Regions from separate parts of the Danio rerio genome. Here region 1 is linked to region 2. A link is a contact called in public HiCAR-type data. All regions are on one chromosome and are shown on one strand. Each heading gives the region's core, a stretch centred on a gene start, on an enhancer-like site or on the middle of the called end of the contact. The rest is flanking DNA. Distances are from core to core; before and after follow the strand shown. Region 1 holds the start of efnb2b (ephrin-B2b). Region 2 holds the start of mxa (myxovirus (influenza) resistance A).

The links. HiCAR-type assays count read pairs that join an accessible place to other places.
Region 1: a HiCAR-type map of caudal fin shows a contact between it and region 2, with 5 times the contacts expected there. The contact joins the promoter of efnb2b here to the promoter of mxa in region 2. A contact is called at or near these places in 3 of 18 Hi-C or Micro-C datasets (caudal fin, embryo and an unstated tissue) and 2 of 4 datasets of contacts at active chromatin or transcription factors (caudal fin and embryo).

Annotation. Positions count from the first base shown.
Region 1 is chr1:9,077,314-9,080,585 of GRCz12tu, forward strand. It overlaps efnb2b (ephrin-B2b), which reads right to left and starts at 1,984. Exons shown (of 5, transcript NM_131808.1): 1 at 1,872-1,984. The coding sequence starts at 1,984.
Region 2 is chr1:8,984,036-8,987,595 of GRCz12tu, forward strand. mxa (myxovirus (influenza) resistance A) reads right to left here and starts at 1,408. Exons shown (of 12, transcript NM_182942.4): 1 at 1,126-1,408. The coding sequence starts at 1,324. It also overlaps a transcript of mxb not described here.

The DNA of each region.
Region 1 (3,272 bases), core at 734-3,233, 94 kb after region 2:
TTTCTGACAGGGCGCGCACAGGATAATTAGCTAAATTGTGTAAATACACCTAAATTAACATTTACAAACGGTGGCAGTGTGGAAGCAAAGAATAAACCAACGGCTCTGTTTCGAGTTTGCATGGTGATCTTCTTGAAAATGAAATGATCTCACTGACTTGCATCTTAATGTTGCTGCCAATAAAGCATCATTGGAACTAATTCCCTGCTGTCTGAAAAGGTGGGTGGTCCTCCAACAAGATGCTACGGATTATGAATATATTTAGAGGGCTGAATTGTGTTTAGATGACTATGGCTTGGTATTAAAAATCAATGCAAGCATCAACAAAATAAAGGAAAAAGCAAATATACTTTTAAAATCAACAGTATTCTGTTGGTCTTTGCTACACGATAAGAACGCACAAGTAAGGTATTATTGGTTTTTGCTAATCTTGAGGGGTATTTCAGAGATCTTTTCTATCAATTGACATTATTTGAAGCTTCAATAGATATATTAATGAATATTAACTTATACAGGGTTGTTTGGTTAAGATGTTAAATGGAAAGTTCTCCCAAAACTGACAAATATGTCATCATTTTATCCCCCTTCACTTGATTGAGTTTCTTCTAAAACAAAACAAGTTATTCGGGAAAATGCTGGAAACCTGTACCCATTGACTTCCATAGTAGAACAAAAAAACAAATACTCTGGAAGTCAGTGGTTACAGGTTTCCTGCATTCTTCAAAATTCCTCCTTTAGCGCTCAACAGGAATAAAGAAACTCGTGAAGCTTTGGAACCACTTGAGAGTGAGCGCAATTTAATTTTTCATCACTCTGATTAAGTGGGAACTTATTTCCGTACATTTGAATTATTTCTCAGTTCTATCCCTGTTGAGTCTTAGAATCTTTTTAACAGCAGTGTGATGTACCAGCTACAATTTAATGGTAAAAAATATTTGAATTATTATAATTTAGCCATTTAAAGTCGTTAAAGCATATGACAAGAAAAAAGATACTGCGACTAGCAACAGCTGGATTACACACATCTGTCAAAAACAAGCATTAGTAAAGATTCCTATATTATTATTATTATTATTATTATTTTCATTAAGTTACGTGTCTCTATTGGGGCATTAATGAAACAGTATCTTGTGAAGAAACTGACCGGTTTAATAGTTATAGTTTAAAAGAAAAAGAAAATTTCTTTAAAAATTTAGCATTATTATCAGGCTCCTGTGTGCAGGTTCAGAAATTTCACTTTTACAGCAAAGGATAAGTCATTTTCATGGTCTATAAAGTGAAATAACTCAACATAAACAAAGGAGGCTGAGAAAAATGTTCATTAGAGGTTTTTGCATTTGAACGCTTTAAATATTTGCATAGAAACTAGTGTTAGATACTAATACTGTAATACTTTTAGAGTGTTTGAATAAAATAAATGCATTCTTTTTGTGTTAACTGTTTGATGCTTGTAGAAAAATCAAGATTAATGTTTGTACAAAAGTTTGTTTTTGAAGAATTTAAGAAACTTAATATAGGTACAACAATGTTAGCATTAAAACACAAGTTTCACTGAATAATTGTAACTTAAAATATTGTGTGGATTATTAGGATACGTAATTTTTTACTTAAAACAGGTTTGACGAACTGAAAACTACAAGTTGATCAAATTAAGTTGATGTTACTTGAAAGTGGCAGTCTATAGAACAAGCTAAAATGAGTTTGAAATACTGAACAGGCTGATGGAAATAGTTGCCTCAATTTTTCAAGTAAAACATACACAATATATTTTTAAAGTGTAGCAAGTAAAAAAACAGTACTGAGTAACATTGGTGTTGAAGAAATAATGTCAAAATTCTCCGTTTTCGGTTTACTCCTTTGAGTGTACTTACTTGGTGTTGGAAGTATTCCAATATATTGATTCTAAAACTGTTGATCGAGTCAGTTTTACCCGACAAGCGAACACGAAGAGACCAAATATATAACTCCAGACAGTCGCATCCATTGCGATGGAGAAACAGTTCAGCAGTCCGAATCTGATTAGAAGTGAGAGCTCCGCAGGCACTAAAACGAGCACAATCCGATGCTGTTAGTCGCTCTCATCTGCAGGATAAAACGTAATCATAAAATAAGAGCTCCTTCGCAACTGGCAATCTATAAAGTCAATTTAACACAACAGCCGGACAACGGGTGATAATCCATGTAAACAGGTTCTTTTGGCATTAATATGTCTCAACACGCATCCTTCATATGTAAACAGTTAAAAAGCGCAGGCTCCGCGGAATGGCAGCGTCGCTCTGAAACTCGGATGTTGAGGTCTAATCTAAAGGCAGGATCAGTGCTTCTCCTGTTCTTCGTCTTTGCATTCAACTCTGCCAGTCTTGGAGTGCCCTCAAGACGTGCTCGGAGACTTCTTAGGACAACCCCAGTGTTGGCTTTAGATCCCGCCCACCTTACTCACGATTGGATGACGGCAAATGATTGACATCTAGTCGAATCGTAACAGGAGTCTGGAAATAGTACGGCTACATTAAACAGACTACTACTACATGAGCACCAAGTTTACCTGAGCAGCAAAGGTCTAAATACAGTGTTTTATTTTAAACAGGAGACAGCATAGTGACACACTAGAGGGCATCCGAGAACTTAATAAACAAATATTAGGCTACAGTATTTTAGCAAATCGTCCCTTCAACAACTGTTAGTAGATCTATAAGGTTTGTATTCTATGGCTGGCCCGTAGCCAGCCTTTTTAAAAGGGTTGGACCTTTTTGCAGATATTCGAAGTCAATATTCTGCGTTTTAGCATTTACAACATTAATTTGTGCTGGATTAGTTTGTCGGATGGTTATCATCACACTTTTTTATGCTACAAAAATACTTTCTACAAGTGTTTATCATACTATTTATTTTGCTTACAAAACTTTTATTTACAAGATGTTACAATTTCATAAATGTAATCAGATTAGAATTTCAGAAATATGAAAAAAAATATTTATTTTTAAATGCTAATTTATTATCTTCAATCATAAAAAAATAAAACATGTTTTAAATTAAAAACTGCAACCTAAATATAGTCAAATAACAAACTGGCCAGCTCATTTCCTCTGTCAGAACTTGTCCATTTAAATAATATAAGCCTTCTTTTATTGGTTATTCTTCTTACAGCCTTATGATATTGGTTATTTTCACAATTTATGATGGCATACTGTCAAAAATGGAACAAATGAGCTCATATAGGGGCAAAGTCTTTCAAATGCCGGCTATGGGCCTGACAGTGTTTTTTTTTTTTT
Region 2 (3,560 bases), core at 158-2,657:
TTCAACATTGGAAAGAAACTCAAACAGGTTTGAAACAAGTCAAGGGTGAGTAAATGAAACTGAATTTTTACTCTAGGTAGGCATGAGCTGGTATAAGATTCTGAAGATTTGATAACCTTGGATAAAAATTTCTGTGGTATTGTGATTACTGCTCTAAAATCTATTCATTTTAAATGTGTCTGGGTAAAAAACTAAAACATTTTCCCCTTTTGAACACATTTTATTTTGGGATACATTTCAAATATTTTGTAGTAGTAAACATGTCAGGCTAAAAAACGCAAATCAATTATTGACTTCTGCTATCTTTATTTGTTTCAAAAACACAGATTTCTTTTTTTTCTTTTTACAATTTAAGATGGCATCTTTGGATATTTGTTTCTGCTGGAGATACTGTTGTCCTAAAACTTAAATAAAAATGTTTTAGAACATTGACTTTTCCGAACCGCGGTATACCTTGAAAACAGGTATCGTCCCATGCCTACTTCTAGGTTAACTATACATTTAACCTAGACTGTACAGTGATGTCACAAATGCAGACCGGATGTAGCTGCAGGCTGAGCTGCATGCAATTCTTTTTAACCCTAACCCTACCCCATAACAGTGACGTCAGTAGCTCCATTGAGAGCAATTTGTCTGCTTGTCTCAACTTGCATATGCATATCCATTCAGATACTATTGCAAGTAGTTTTAAACTAGAATTATTAAACTATTGCAAAAAGGTAGGTAAACTTGTAGGGCTTATAACAAATGATAAAAAATGCAGTCATGTTTTGGTAACAGTTACAGATAATGTCATAAAAGCAATACTTTAGTTGCCAAATTAAATCCCTAATGGATATGTGTAGGGCCACTGATTGTCAACGTTGTCTTGTCATCACAGAGCTTGTAACCGCTTTATATGAATAAGTCATCCTGCATTCTTAGACCTTAGCGGCCTCTCCGTGATTTTACTATGAAGTACATACTCAAATGCCAAACAATTATAGTCTGTAACAACAAGACATATATATATATATATATATATATATATATATATATATATATATATATATATATATATATATATATATATATATATATATATATATATATATATATGTCTTGTTTTTAATGTGTTGTTCTCACCACTGCCCCTGGGTAACGGAACTCCTGACAGCGCTTCCAGAACCGAACTCTTTCCCGAGCTTTGGTCTCCTATGACGGCGATGGCAGGCAACGCGAGGTCCTTTTCGACTCCCAGAGACCGTAAATTATCGATAGTGTCGATACAAGGGCGAATTTTCTCCTCATATTGCTGACTGAACGTGTAACTCAACTTCTCCATCCTTAATAATGTCCAAAGACGAATCCTTTTCACAACAAAGTTTCAGATTACCCGACTGTCTGAACTAATGATGCTCGGCTTGCTTTACCGGTAAAGTGAATGCTAGGAGGAGCGCGTATGGATCAGTAAGTTTCATTTCCTGCAAAGCACAATGGTTTCGTTTCTCCAATGTTATTCAGTAAGAATTCATTGTTCAGTAGATGGAAAAACACCTAGCCTATATTGTCTTTGTAGCGACTCTGAGTACCGTATTTTCCGTATGTTGTTCTGTTTAGCTTGGATTCAGTGTAGATTCTTGGATAACCATTTTGCTAAAATTGTTTGTGCAAACTCGCCAAAGCAAACGACTTGGTAACAAATGACGCATTTCTCTAATAAAGAAATTCATTTTTAGAGAGATGTTGATGCACATATTTTGCATATACTTTCAGTGGATTTATTTAAAAATGAGATTTACTATATTATTTTTTAAACTTTTTACACTGACGATTCAATTCAATTTTCTCTGTAAACGCACAGATGTCTGAGTCAATGCCAAAGACTGGTCAGTAGTTTCTGTTAAGTCGTTTTCTTTATATCACGTATCACCCTCTAGGGGGGGCTGTTTATCCATAATCAGATACCGAGATGATGCGGTGACCATGCAGAACATCACTGTTGACTTGCAGGTCTTCTGACCGTTTCTGTTCATTGGTGTAAAGTAACAAAATACTCAAATTACTGTAATTCAGTACTTTTTCCCAGCAATTGTAATTTTCTAAGTAGTTTTAAAAATGTGCACTTAAGCTTGAGTGCTGTATGTTTTTTTACTCCACTATTTTCCCTCAAACTGCAGTCATAACTTTATTTTTTCTTGTCTATGGAGATTGGCTGAGTGGAAAAATCAGTTCTGTTATTCCTGTCCAATCAAATCACACATGGACAGTAAATTGCATCATACTAAACAACCTCAAGACAAGGGTGCTTATAAATGCAGCAAACCACTTTATATCTAAAATCTTCACACACAATGATCCAGGGACCGTTTAGACTGCATGTCACTGATGAGAGGATGGTGGCGGATGCTTACTGTATGATGACTGAAACCAGCAAATAGTCTTAATCACTAAATGCACTACAGAATGTTACGTTTATACTCACATGCACGAATCAAATGTAACCTCAATAGCATTTCACAGTGTACTCACTATTCTTGAGTACTTTTATAATGGCAACTTTTTACTCGTACTTTGAGTAATATTTACAACAGATACTTTTACTACTTTGACTACATTTTCGGGCAAGTAATGGTAATGGTCTATCCACCACCAATGTTGTTCAGGCACAGGAAAAATTCATTCTTAACGATGTGGTATGCTTTCACTTCTGTATTCAGGCTGTAGGATCTAAATGTTCGTATGACACAAAATCTGCAGAAACTGATTGCTTTCAAGTAACAATAATAATATAAAGGAACTAAGCTTAAAATAACATTAATTATTAATAATATGGCTATTTAATCGCCAAACTTCTTGCTGCCGTGCACCTGATGCTGAGCAAAGAGAACAATTTCTGAGCAGCACCTGGTTTGCATGATTGTTTCAGAGCTACTGATACATAGATAGGTCTCTAACATGGGACACTCACATGAATTGGATTTGTGAAAAGCTTTACCAAATACCTAGGAAGGTTACGGTTTTATGATGTTGACAAGAAAATTGTGTACATATTTTATCAGGCTGTATTTGAGAGTGTCATCATGGTCTATCTACATGGAATGGCAATCTTTCTGTAAATCTGAAATCAAAAAATGTTAATATCAGAATTGCTATGAGACTAATAGGTTCAAAAACTTTTACAAGTATTTAAACACTTTACGAGAAATGCACTTTAAATGAAGTGAAAATCATTTTAAACAATCCATCCCATGTACTCGTCCTATTTTATGATCTTTTACCTTCTGGTAGAAAATACAAAACCTTCTGTTGGAAGAAGAAAAGACTTAAGAACTCTTTTAACCCTTAATCCAGTGTCAATCAGACTGTTGAATGCTGATAGATAGTGCGCATGTGTTATTCTTGTATGTAATCCCTTTACAGGGTTGCTTATTTTATCATTTTCTTTATTGACAGAACTTGCTGAAGTGCTCTGTGTGTTCACAGAAAATTTCCCCTTGAGGTACAACAAAGACTACAAGCAAACTGTAGGCCTAAATAATAATAATAATAACAACAGGCTAATAATAATTAAGATTGTT